2 separate regions of the Gossypium hirsutum genome follow, and region 2 is linked to region 1. A link is a contact called in public Hi-C data. All regions are on one chromosome and are shown on one strand. Each heading gives the region's core, a stretch centred on a gene start, on an enhancer-like site or on the middle of the called end of the contact. The rest is flanking DNA. Distances are from core to core; before and after follow the strand shown.

Evidence for each region. Hi-C and Micro-C count contacts between places; a contact is called where the count stands out from the background.
Region 2: a contact with region 1 is called in a Hi-C map of leaf, with 3 times the contacts expected there. The contact joins the promoter of LOC107948576 here to the promoter of LOC107948477 in region 1. A contact is called at or near these places in 9 of 34 Hi-C or Micro-C datasets (anther, callus, hypocotyl and 1 more).

Annotation. Positions count from the first base shown.
Region 1 is chrA04:31,434,456-31,440,645 of Gossypium_hirsutum_v2.1, reverse strand. LOC107948477 (activator of 90 kDa heat shock protein ATPase homolog) reads left to right here and starts at 3,642. Exons shown (of 3, transcript XM_016883035.2): 1 at 3,642-4,777; 2 at 4,874-4,953; 3 at 5,054-5,399. The coding sequence starts at 3,887. The coding sequence ends at 5,147.
Region 2 is chrA04:32,284,253-32,290,035 of Gossypium_hirsutum_v2.1, reverse strand. LOC107948576 (DNA-3-methyladenine glycosylase) reads right to left here and starts at 3,343. Exons shown (of 6, transcript XM_016883182.2): 1 at 2,958-3,343; 2 at 2,600-2,671; 3 at 2,328-2,451; 4 at 1,907-1,977; 5 at 717-774; 6 at 311-628. The coding sequence starts at 3,284. The coding sequence ends at 465.

The sequences.
Region 1 (6,190 bases), core at 2,393-4,892:
GTTTTTAATGATTTCTACGTTTTTGAAATTGTTGCAACTAGGTCTAGCTAGCCCAGGGACTAATTTGTAAAATTGTTAAAGATTTTGAATGTTGACATTGATGAATAAGCATGTATTTTGAAGTTTCTTGATAGATTATAAATTCTTGTTGATAGATATACAAGTTTTTGTTAAGTGATTTTTAATGAAAATGCAAATTAGGGGCTAAATTGTGAAATGTGTAAATTTAGGGGTTAAAATGTGAAATAAATGAAAATTTGGGCTGCTATAAGTATGATAAATATTTTTCTAGGCTTGGCTTGTGATGAAATTGAATGAATTTTGTTTTACGAGCCTAGGGACTAAATTGTAAAATTGTTGAAATATTAGGGGTAAAAGTGTAAATGTGCTTTAATGAGCGTTTTGGATTAAATTGAATAGAGAGATAATTGAATAAGAAGAATTTGATATTATATAGATTAAGAAAAGCGAAATGCGAACTTAGATCGGGGAAAGAACAAAGTCTCGGATTAGTTAACCCTTGTCGTTGCTTTTACATCCGACATCCGAGGTAAGTTCGTATGTAATAAGCATTGATATAATTATGTTTTAAATGCTTTGATATTGTATGAATTGTGAATTTGACTCTACGGATACGTTCGACGATGATTCGACATTGAAACTCCCGGTTGAACATTAGGAATAAATTAGGATACTAGTGACATGTCATTAGGGTATACATTGATTTGGCTTTGGGCCATGATATTGGCACTTTGGGTGCAAGTTACTTTGATTTGGCTTTAGGCCATGATATCGGCACTTCGGGAACGAGCTTCACTGATTTGGATACGGGCCCTGATATTAGCACTTCGAGTGCAAGATATATTGAGTTGGCTTCAGACCATGATATTGGCACTTAGTGTGTGAGATTCCTAAGTATCTGACTTCTATTCTGAATGGTTCAACGGGTATATTGAAGATGTGCATTGGTAAGAAATAGATACATATCGGTACAGGTATGTACGGAAAACTATTTGAGCAATGAATCAAAGGAAGTTGTAAGTTTATGATCAATTATGTGGTTAAATTCCATGTTAACTTGGTGTTTAATGTTTTTATACAATTTGAGTTACTTATTTGAAAATGTAAATGAATGGTGAAATTTGTTTAATTATTTTATACGAGCTCACTAAGCTATAAAGCTTACATTATTTATTTTTCCATGTTTTATAGTGATTTCTAAGCTAGCTCAGATTTGGGGATCGTCGGAGACTTCATCACACTATCAAGCTATCAATTTGGTACTTTTAAGCTTATGTTTTAGTTATATGGCATGTATAGGGTTTTGGTCATTTTGATTATGAGTTAATAATGATTTTGGCCATTAGAATTGTCTTGTAAATGTTTATGTTTTGACTTGTGAATATAGCCATGAGAGTTGGCTTAATTTGGTTGTTTTGGTTATGTATAAATATGTGCATATATGTTTTGTGTTGTGAGTTTATGGATGAATATATAATGCTTGGGAATTATAAAGATTAGGATGTTAAGTGGTTGATTTTAGAGTAGTTACATGCTTGTGGTTTTGATGCAAAATGATGCAAGTTTAGAAGTGTATAATTAGTTGATTTATAAATGTGAATTGGTATAAATGGTATAGCATATATTTGTGATTTGTGTGCATGGAGAATGAAATAATAGAATGTGCATGAGGTATGGCTGAATTGGTTGATTAAAATGCCTTTTAATGTTATGTTTTGGTGCCATTTGGGTTAATATAGGTGTGAAGAAGTTTGGGTGGCAAAATGGCTTGGTAAATAGCCTATTTTTTTCCACACGGGCAGAGACACGAGCGCGTGTCTCAGCCGTGTGTGATACACGATCATGTACATGGTTGTGTGTCCCTTGATGTTGAAATTAAAATCAAGTCAATATGCTCCACACGGTCTCACACACAGGCGTGTGACTTGACCATGTGGCATAAGTCAGTATACCTTACAGGTTTGGCACATGGCCTAGCACACGGCTTAGCACACGGGTGTGAATGGCCATTTTTAGGGCATACGGGCTAGCCACACTAGTGTATGTGTTGGTCATGTAACCCAAGTTAGAGAGTTACATAGGGTCGGACACGGGCTGGGACACGGCTATGTACTCCCAACACGAATGTCCACACAGCTTGTGACACAGGCGTGCCTGTTGGCCGTGTGAGACACACGAGCGTGTGTCCCTTGTTTTTGAGAAAAATTCTTAAGTGTTCAAAAAGTTTACAAAGTTATCGGTTTAGTCCCGAACCACTCCCAATGTATGTTTAGGGCCTCGTAGGCTCGTATTAGGGACACAATGATTGGTTGTAAATAAAATATATATGATTTGATTAATTGTATGTGAAATGTATGTTTGAATATGTTATAAGTCTGGTAATGCTCCGTAATCCTATTCCAGCATTGAATACGGGTGAGGGGTGTTACAAATCACATAATGAAAATTTAATTCTCTTTATAGACAAGAAAAAAAATTGAATTTTCACAAAAAAAAAAAATTTATTTGGAAAAATAGATCTCACTAATTTTCGACAAAGTGACTACATTTAGAGTTTTATGTTGTTTACTTATCCCATAGTCCCTTTTTATAAAGAAAATGCACAAGAGTTCTATTTGAATAAGAGGAGACAAAAATAATACAATTTTAATAGAAAATACAGACTCCCATTAAGACATCACATGGTGAGTGGCACACACACTAGGAATATTCCAATGTGCTACCCACCATAATACAAGTGGGCTTTATTAGGTTTTTCTTATATTGGGTACAACTATATATTTGTTATATAGTCTTTAAAGCAACTTATATAATTTATCCAACTTAATATGAGTTTTATGTTCCCAAAATATTATTTATTTAATCAATTAAAACAAATTTAATTATATCTCTCAATTAAATTATTGAATAAACTATACTCATCGTCACTAAACTATTAGTACATTTACATTTTGATCACTCAACTTTAAAAAGCTATAGAATGGTGATTGAACTATTCGAAAGTTTTCATTTAAGTCATTGGGTTGTTAAAATCACTACTGTATGACCTTTTTTATTAGCCCCATATGTACCAATCAAAAGCTTTCCTTCCCCTTCCTTTCTACAATTAAGTTTTATTTTTCATAAAATAGCTTTGAACGCCACAAACTTGCAAACCAAAATCCAAACAATTTTCTTTTTCGATCTTCGACAATGACTATTAAATCGACTTGGATCTAAGATATGTTATTATACTTGTCGATGGGTACTAATCCACATATCGTTCATCGAAACATCGCTTGGAGTTTGTTAACTAAACTTTTTTTTAATAACTTAATAGTCTAGTGACTTAAAAAAACTTTTAAATTGTTTAATGACTTAAATAAAAATTTTGAAATAATTTAGTGATCACTCTGAAACTCTTTGAAGTTTAATGACCAAAATGTAAATTTATTAATAATTTAATAATATTAATGTAATTTAACCAATTTTATTTAAAATGATGATATAATATACAATTTCAACTTTTCATTGGGTGGTAAAAGCCAACAAATCCATAATCAAACATATTTAAGTAAATCAATGTTTTATTTTATAAGGGATGTTTTAAAATTACAATATTTGTACCAAACATGCCATAAGCTTTGCACAACATCAGCAAAGAAACCCTAAAAGCAGACGAGCTCCTCGTGGTGAAGTCTTCTAGATCCTTCCAAAAATATTAGTTTTATATATCTATCCCACATTCTGGATTCTTCTACCTCCCCGCCCCGAACCCTCCAGAGCGGCCCCTCCCACCCAATTGCTTCTTTTAAGCTCTCCCTTCCATTATTATCCTCACATATCTCTCAATCCCTAATACACCGTCGTCTTGATTTTTTCATCAATGGCCAAGTACGGCGAAGGAGACAAGCGCTGGATCGTGGAGGAAAGACCCGACGGTGCTAACGTCCACAACTGGCACTGGGCTGAAACCGATTGCCTCCCCTGGTCGAAAACGTTCTTCACCAAATCGCTTTCGGATCTCACCATCCTTGACGGCCAAGGCAATCTCCTTATCAAGACCAAGAAGGTCGAAAAGGTCGACGGCGAAGCCTATGTTAATATTCGCAAGGGTAAAGTCATTCCCGGATATGAAATCAGTTTGAGTGTATCCTGGGAAGGCGAAGCCAAAGATGGGGAAGGGAAGACAATGTTGAAAACTGAAGGTAACCTCGAGATTCCGTACATTTCGGATGAAAATGCTGAAGAGGATCCGGAAGTTAAGGTGACGGTTAAAGACGAAGGACCCATTGGTAAAGCCTTGAAGGAAGCGATGCTGGCCAAAGGCAAGGCTTTGGTTTTGGAGAAAGTGAGGGATTTTGTTCAAGCTATGGCGAAAGGTGGCCCCGTTAAAGATGAATTGGAAGCCAAGAAATCGGCTCCCAAAACTAATACTACTACTGGTAATAGTAACTCAGCTGCAGTGTCTAAGGAGGAAGTTGGGATGGAGAAGGAAGCCAAAAAGGAAGTGAAGAAGGAAGGGAAGAAAGGGTTCAAGACGATTACAATGACGGAGAAGTTTAATTGTAGAGCTAAGGATATATATGAGATTTTGATGGATGAGAATAGATGGAAAGGGTTTACTCAGAGTAATGCTAGGATAAGTAAAGAAGTCGGTGGTCAATTTAGTATTTTCGATGGATCGGTTACTGGTATTAACTTGGAGTTGCAAGAAGGGAAGTTTATTGCTCAGAGATGGAGATTTGGGAGCTGGCCCGACGGGATTGATTCTACTGTAAGTTTAATGGATTCCACTTTTGCCTGTTCTCCAGGTTTTTGGGAATACAGTGTGGTCGAATGATGGCTTATCTTTAATGGGTTTTTGTTGCAGGTAAGACTTGTTTTCAATGAGCCTGAGCCTGGGGTTACTATAATCAAACTCACGCATTCAGATGTTCCCGAGGAGGACAGGTTGGTTTTTATTTGTTTTATTGCGCAAGATGGCTAATTTCTTACTTTCTGAATTGGGTCATTGATTTTACTTCTGTTTTTGCTTTGATTTGTGATGCAGATATGGGAATGCGACTGTGGTGGAGAACACTGAGAGGGGTTGGAAAGACCTTATTTTCAATAAGATACGAGCAGTATTTGGTTTTGGAATATGATTTATTTTATTCCGAAACGAGGAATAGTCTTTCTTTTTTGGTTTTGAATTGTTGGAACTTTATAACACTTCTTTCTTTCAGTTTATTGTGAAAAATTTATAAGACTTTGCAAGTCTGATCTTGGTCTACTGGTTCATGGTTTTAAAGTTGAAACTTGGACTGAGTGTCATTGTTGTCTTGTTTGCCGATATCTAATCTATCCCCTTTAATGAGAATGATGAAAATGTTGCCTTGCCAGCAACTTCATTATAAGTCTGTCAGTGCGCATAGTGTCTCCTTGAGGATATATATATATACTTTAAGTATATGTTAGTGTTACGATGTTACTTAAGAGTGAATGGTTTAATTCTCTGCTGCTTTAATGTGTTGATCTTGATGATACTGAAAACTAAGCTCAAATTTTATTGTTCTCTTTCTTCTGTTAGAAGCATACAGGCTTCTTTTTTGCATTGGGTCTTAGAATGATCAATCGCTCACGGGCAATGTGAAGTTTGTGGAATGCTTCATTATGTTGTCCATGATTTACAATGAATTTTCTCTGCGTAGTTTGTGATTATTTATTTTCAAGCAAATTAGCAATCTAGTTAATGTAGATTTTGGATTGCCCATTGCTTTTGAAGTATTTTTATTGGTTTACATCATATCTGGTGCTTGGACCACGGTTAACTTAGCTACTGATTCTGTAGTTTGTTATTCTTTGAGGATGTAAGTGGAGACATGATTTTGTTTCTGCAGTCGGAGCGGGCATGCTAATCTAGCTACTTGACATATGGCTGTGGTATTGCACTTAATGTGTTTAATCGTTCAAAATGAAGCACTTGTTTCTGTGCCAACAGTGTTGGCCCTGTGAAGGGCAGGAAGCATCTTTGGCCAAGTAATTCAGAGTGTGCGTAGGTACAACAAAACGATCATGAAGTTAGAAGAGGAAATATTCAAATTGTTGTTCCTCAATTTATGGCATATAGTTAGCTGCTGTTTTGGATATGCATCTCATTGGAAATGTCTTATAATAAAAAGAGTTAAAAGAGAGCTTTTTATACAGG
Region 2 (5,783 bases), core at 2,094-4,593, 850 kb before region 1:
AGGTTACAATTTGATCACTAAATTATTCAAAAAATTTTATTCAAGTTACTGAATTATTCAAGGTGCTTATTTGAGTTATTGGATTGTCAAGTTTTTTTCTTTTCTCTAAAATTCCACTAAAATGCTCCAAGTAGTGATTCGACAATTGGAGAGCTGGATCAATACTCATCGACGAGCAAAAGAACATACATTAAATCCAAGTCAATTTGACAATTAATGTTGAATTGGATAAAAAAATTTGTTTGAATTTTGATTTACAAGTTTGTGACATTTAAAGTTGCCCAAAAAAAATATTAAAAGGAAAGAAAGCTTTACAAAGGCAAAAAATTGCAAATGAATTTGCTTCATTCGTAGTGCATTGAATTCATATATATATATATATCACATTTTCCTAGAACGACAGAAGGAAAAAGAAGTGATAAAAAACAATTCATATCAAAACAAGTTCATGTATTATAAAGAGCCTAGGAAAGCCTGAGAGTATTTTTAGGAGCACTTATCCATGCGGAACCGGCAATGGCAAATCTCCACAAGGCGTTAACGTGCTCGGGTAAAGCGTACTCAATGCCAACACGTGGCCCAATTAATATCTTATCCGGTTCAGGCCCGTCCAAGAGTTCCAAACCACCTAGGCCACACTCCATATAATTTTATATTATAGGACTACATCAGTAGAAATCAGAATTATGTACAAATATAGCAGCTCAACTAATTACCAGGAGTGTATAGTGGATGGTTAGACCATTCTGTGGTAATTCCAAGTGCCTGACCAACCTAATACATAGAAATATATGAATTACTAACTCAAAAATCATACATTACTCCAGAGAGATATCTATGACTATTTTTTCATGAAGTACTCATGTTTGACACCCATGTATGGCACATATGGGTATGACCCCCCACCAAGTACATAAAGAAACTTATAAAAAATTAAACATACTCATATTTGACACTCTCACTTGAATTTGAGTAATATAGGAGATGATTGCTCTATGCAAGGAATCGTTTTTTTTTGGGGAGGTGGGGGTGGGGGTGGGGGTGCGGGTGGGGGAGGGAGGACCAGATCACTAATAGATCAGCGAGTAAATTTTCTCTTTGCTAAGTTGCAGCAACTTAATACATGAAAGACCTGAAGAACTTTAATACACCAATGTTTCAATCCAAGCAAAAAACTTTATTGTCTGATTATACATTAATGTTAAGCTCATATAATTCTTTCTAAGTGTCATTCAATGCCTCCACATTTATCAGCTAGAATATGATCTAAAACTTTTTTTTTCCACATAAATGACTTGGAAGCTTAAAAGTAAAAAGGATAAGTGAAAGTTAATACTTCATGAAAGTGTAACAAAAAGAGAGGCAGACGAAAAGAAAACAAAGTGTGAAGTACATATGCACATGTGTGGGCAGAAATGACCTGACAGTTTGCATGCAGGGTTGGCCGTATACATGGTACATTTCTTCAGTTCTCTTTTGAAGCCATTAAAGCCTTGGAATTTTGGCATCATTCCAAACTGTTAGATTCACTTTAAACCTTCTTAGTAGCAAATCCAATGCTGAGTTTGAATGTTTGATAAATGAAAAATCTGAATTCATTTCATCACTTCCTTTTCTTTTGTTTTGGATAATTTTCATCATCCCTCCTCCCTCTCCCCAAATTTTGTCATTATAGCTCATCTCACTAATAAGTTCAAATTGCATATAGGTGATGCAATGAATATGTCAAGGTAAAAGAGGATCAAGATTTTATTTGCACTTGAGAAGAATTCTTAATTAATTATCTGAAACCAATATTTAAAAACTGTTTATGCTAATTGAACCAACAAATCCACATTGCATAAAAAGGAACATAAAAAGGAACATCAAAATAATCCAAAAATAAGAGGAAATAATAAACTCTAACCTTTCCGGGTCCAGTGAGAAGAATAGGCTTTTCAGTTTGCTGACCACGACGCTCCTGAATAGTCTCCAAACCTGCAACGGGGTTCACATATTGCCTTCAACAAACATTATGTTTTGTTTTCTGACCCAAAGATAGAAAGCATGTAAAGTTCGAGATTTTTATGAAGGACAAGAAAACTAGAAATGAATATTCCCACAAAAATTCTTAACAGTTACTATATTATGAGATGTTAAAGTTGGCGATTGCAAATAATTGAATAAGGACAATTCAAGGGATCATCAACTACGCATTCACAACAATGAAAGGCTAAATAGGCTACAATAATAAGAAACATTAGCAATTTAATAGATAACAAACAAAGCAGATGATTATAGAAGTAACAGATACTTAGTTAATACCAGATAATAATATGATAACGTACCACACACCGGAGCGCATGCACGTATTAACACTGCAGCCCCAGCTCCTTCTTTGTCAGCAACAACATTGAGCATCGTATGAAGTCCACAGCAAAGATAAACATAAGCATGCCCTCCAGGACCAAACTACAACAACCACATAGAGGATCTCAATATCTATTATTATTAGTACCAAAATAAACATAAATAGTGTTAAAACCATCAAGGTATTACTGGAGCAATGATCAGATTAGCAAGCACATGTGAAAGATGAAAGCAAAAGGGCTAAACTCACAACAGGGGCTGTTCTTGCCGTGACTCCAAATCTACCATGACAAGCTGAATCATTTGGCCTATAAGCCTCTACCTGTTAAAACATAATGATTCAAATAAGAAAATACATAACAATGGAATTAAAATTAATTGGTGGGGGGAATATGAAACTTTGACCAGACCCAATTAGTAGGTAGCCTTTGTTTTTCTTTGGTTTTCTTCTCAGCAAGCAAATAAAATGGGCTTTGAACAAAATTCAACTGCTCAAATTAATGAAAGCCCCAACACCCAAAAAGTACAAATTTCGAACTTCCATTTCGATTTTCCGAAGAGCTAAAAGAATTTAGGAAGAAAGTCAGCAAAAATGCACCAAAAATTACCTCAGTGATTTGAAGAACAACATCATCTCTCCTTAAAAACTTGCCAAGCAAACGTGGCGCCAAATCAAGAGCGTCAATTTGAAAGAACTCCGGGGGCAGTATCGTGGTATTGCGAAAACAAGGGAGAGAAACCGGAGAAGATTGCGGCCGAGTTTGTTTACGGCTTGGTTTGGTCCGGGTCCTAACGGTCACTGCTTTGGAACTGTGACTCGTCCGTCCTTCCAGGCATTGGCTCGACCGAACTGTTTTCCTGGATTTCGAAGCAACTGGTTTAAATTGGTGAGTTGGGTTCATCTGGACCAAAAGTGTTGGAGCTGAAAGAGACATAAGGATATTGAATTTTTTTATATTGGTCAGAATTTGAAGGGTTGGGTTCTACTTTTGACTTTTTGGGTAAACGACCCACACATCTTTTAGAATATTTTCAATTTGATCACCTAAAATTAATTTTTTATAATTTTGTTATCTAACTTTTAGGGAAGTTTCATTTCAGTCACCAGCTGTAACGGTAGTTAATTGTACATGTTATAACATATCTGTATTTTCATTTTTGTCACTCAACTTTCGAGTCGCTTTAAGTTTGGTGACTTAAAAATAATATCTTTTTTAAGTATTGATTGGTGTAAATAAAACATCAAGCATTAAAGTGAAATAGTGATAGAAACTAAAATAATACACAAAAATTGTCAAATTGTATTTGCTTATCCCATTGTCAAAATTCTAAAATTCTTTTTTAAAATATTAAAAATTTAAATTTCAAAACATCAAAATAAATTAAATAAATTGTTGAAATTTTTTTATCTCTTGATAATGTCAACTGATTTGTTACTATAATATTGAAATTAATTAATTTAATCACCTTCCAAAATTTAAATTTTTATTTTATATTTTCCAAATTATTGTAATGTCCCTAAAATCCCTTAATCGTAAATAGTGTTAATTCAAGAATATATGACTTAGAATTTTTGAAGTCAATAAAATAAGAATTATTAGTGTTAGTAGAAAAGATAATTAGATACTTGAGGGAATTGAAAAGATTAATATATTGAAAAATATTAATTTAGGGTATAAACTAAATTGTAAGGTTATAAAAAGTGTTAGATTAAAAATGAAAGATTTAAAGTATAAAGAATTAAATTGAATTGGTGGGAAAATGTGAAAGAACATAGAGTGCAATTATTACAAAAAGAGTTGATAATTGTTTAAATTTTTAATTAAAGAAAGATATGAAAATTTTGTCAGGGCCATTGGATAACATAGGAAAGAATTAAATCTAAGCCATTCAAAATGGAATGTGATGGAAAGATTTTTTTAGTTGTCATACTTTTTATTTCTTTATATATTATTAATATTATATCATATAATTTTATTATTATTAAATTATTTAGTGACGTGATCTTTGGAATGTTAATTGGGCCAAACATCAAGCTGCCCATTTCCATACCATTTAGGATATATGTTGACGAGGCTCTAAGAGATAGGATGTAAGATATTTCTGATGGTCCAATTAAAATTCCTATTAGGCCTATGATACGGGCTAGAACTAAGAGATTCAAAGAAGCACTTGTAGGTTTGATCCAACACGTTTGGGCTGAATATGACAAGTTCAATATTTAATTGGCATCTGTTAAAGACCCAAGTTTATGCAACATTTTGCATGTGAAATTTTGAAGCTCAATCATCCAATTTACTTTGTCTTAATTCCATAACTTTTTAAAATCATACTTTTTGGTTTCAATGTGTGTCTTATTATTTAAATATTAAATATTGTAATTTTCATTACATCATTAGTTTTATATCTAATGTGTCCTATTGTGTTTTAAAAATGTCTTAGTTTGTTATGTCATTATCATGTCTTTTTTGTTACAATTTAATTGTTATGTTTATTTTTGTCTTTAATATGTCTTTATTTTGTTCTAGGAACAACAAATGGTTGGTCACCTAAAGGGTTACAAGGAGTTGTTCATTCAGCTAAGGAATATGGAATTAAGGTGCTTTAAACTAGGTCTGTTCGTTCTCCAAGGTTCATACAAAACCGAACAGTCACAAAAAGGTGCAAATCCTTAAGGATTAAGCTACATGAACATTCATCAAGTGTCCATTCAAACTCCTTCACATATATGAAATTTTCGGTCACCAAAGGGTCTTACATGAATTTGGTCAATTAACTTCTTCCCATGCATGAACTCTCTTGCAACGAGTTAAATGCAGCCACCGAATTCATCATCAAGGTGCATGGACGACAAGGGGAATGTATATGGTTGTTCATTGTATTCTTTGAATATTTGGATTGATGAACTTTAGGATTAATGTATTATTTTAATTCATGTATTCACATTAATGGCTGAAATGACCATTCGTTTTCTAAGGCCCTATATATATTCGGTCAAGTACTTTGTAATAGGGTAATGAACATTTTTAATATATATTTGAAAGTTATCTTTTTTTTCTTTAAGAAATAAACCCAAACTTATCAAGAATTGTCTTGTGGCGTTCAAAACTTAATCGATCTTATCATTTCAATCATTTCTATTTCTAAAGAGTGGGGATCACCCTTATACAGTTGGTTCCTATTTCATATATAAATAGTGGGTCGGTTTTTCTTCAATTTCCAAACCTATCAAAATATTAATCATCTTTATAAAAACTGGGTCTCGTTATTATATAGCATAAGTTCATTTCTAAGATTTTTTTTCGAGTTCGAAAGTTATATCATTTACCATTTTGTTTGTTATTTTTCTTTTATTCCTATCTTTTACCATATTTCGAGTTTGATCCTATTTAGAAACAATTGGGCAACTTAAATTGTGACTCGTAATCTTGATT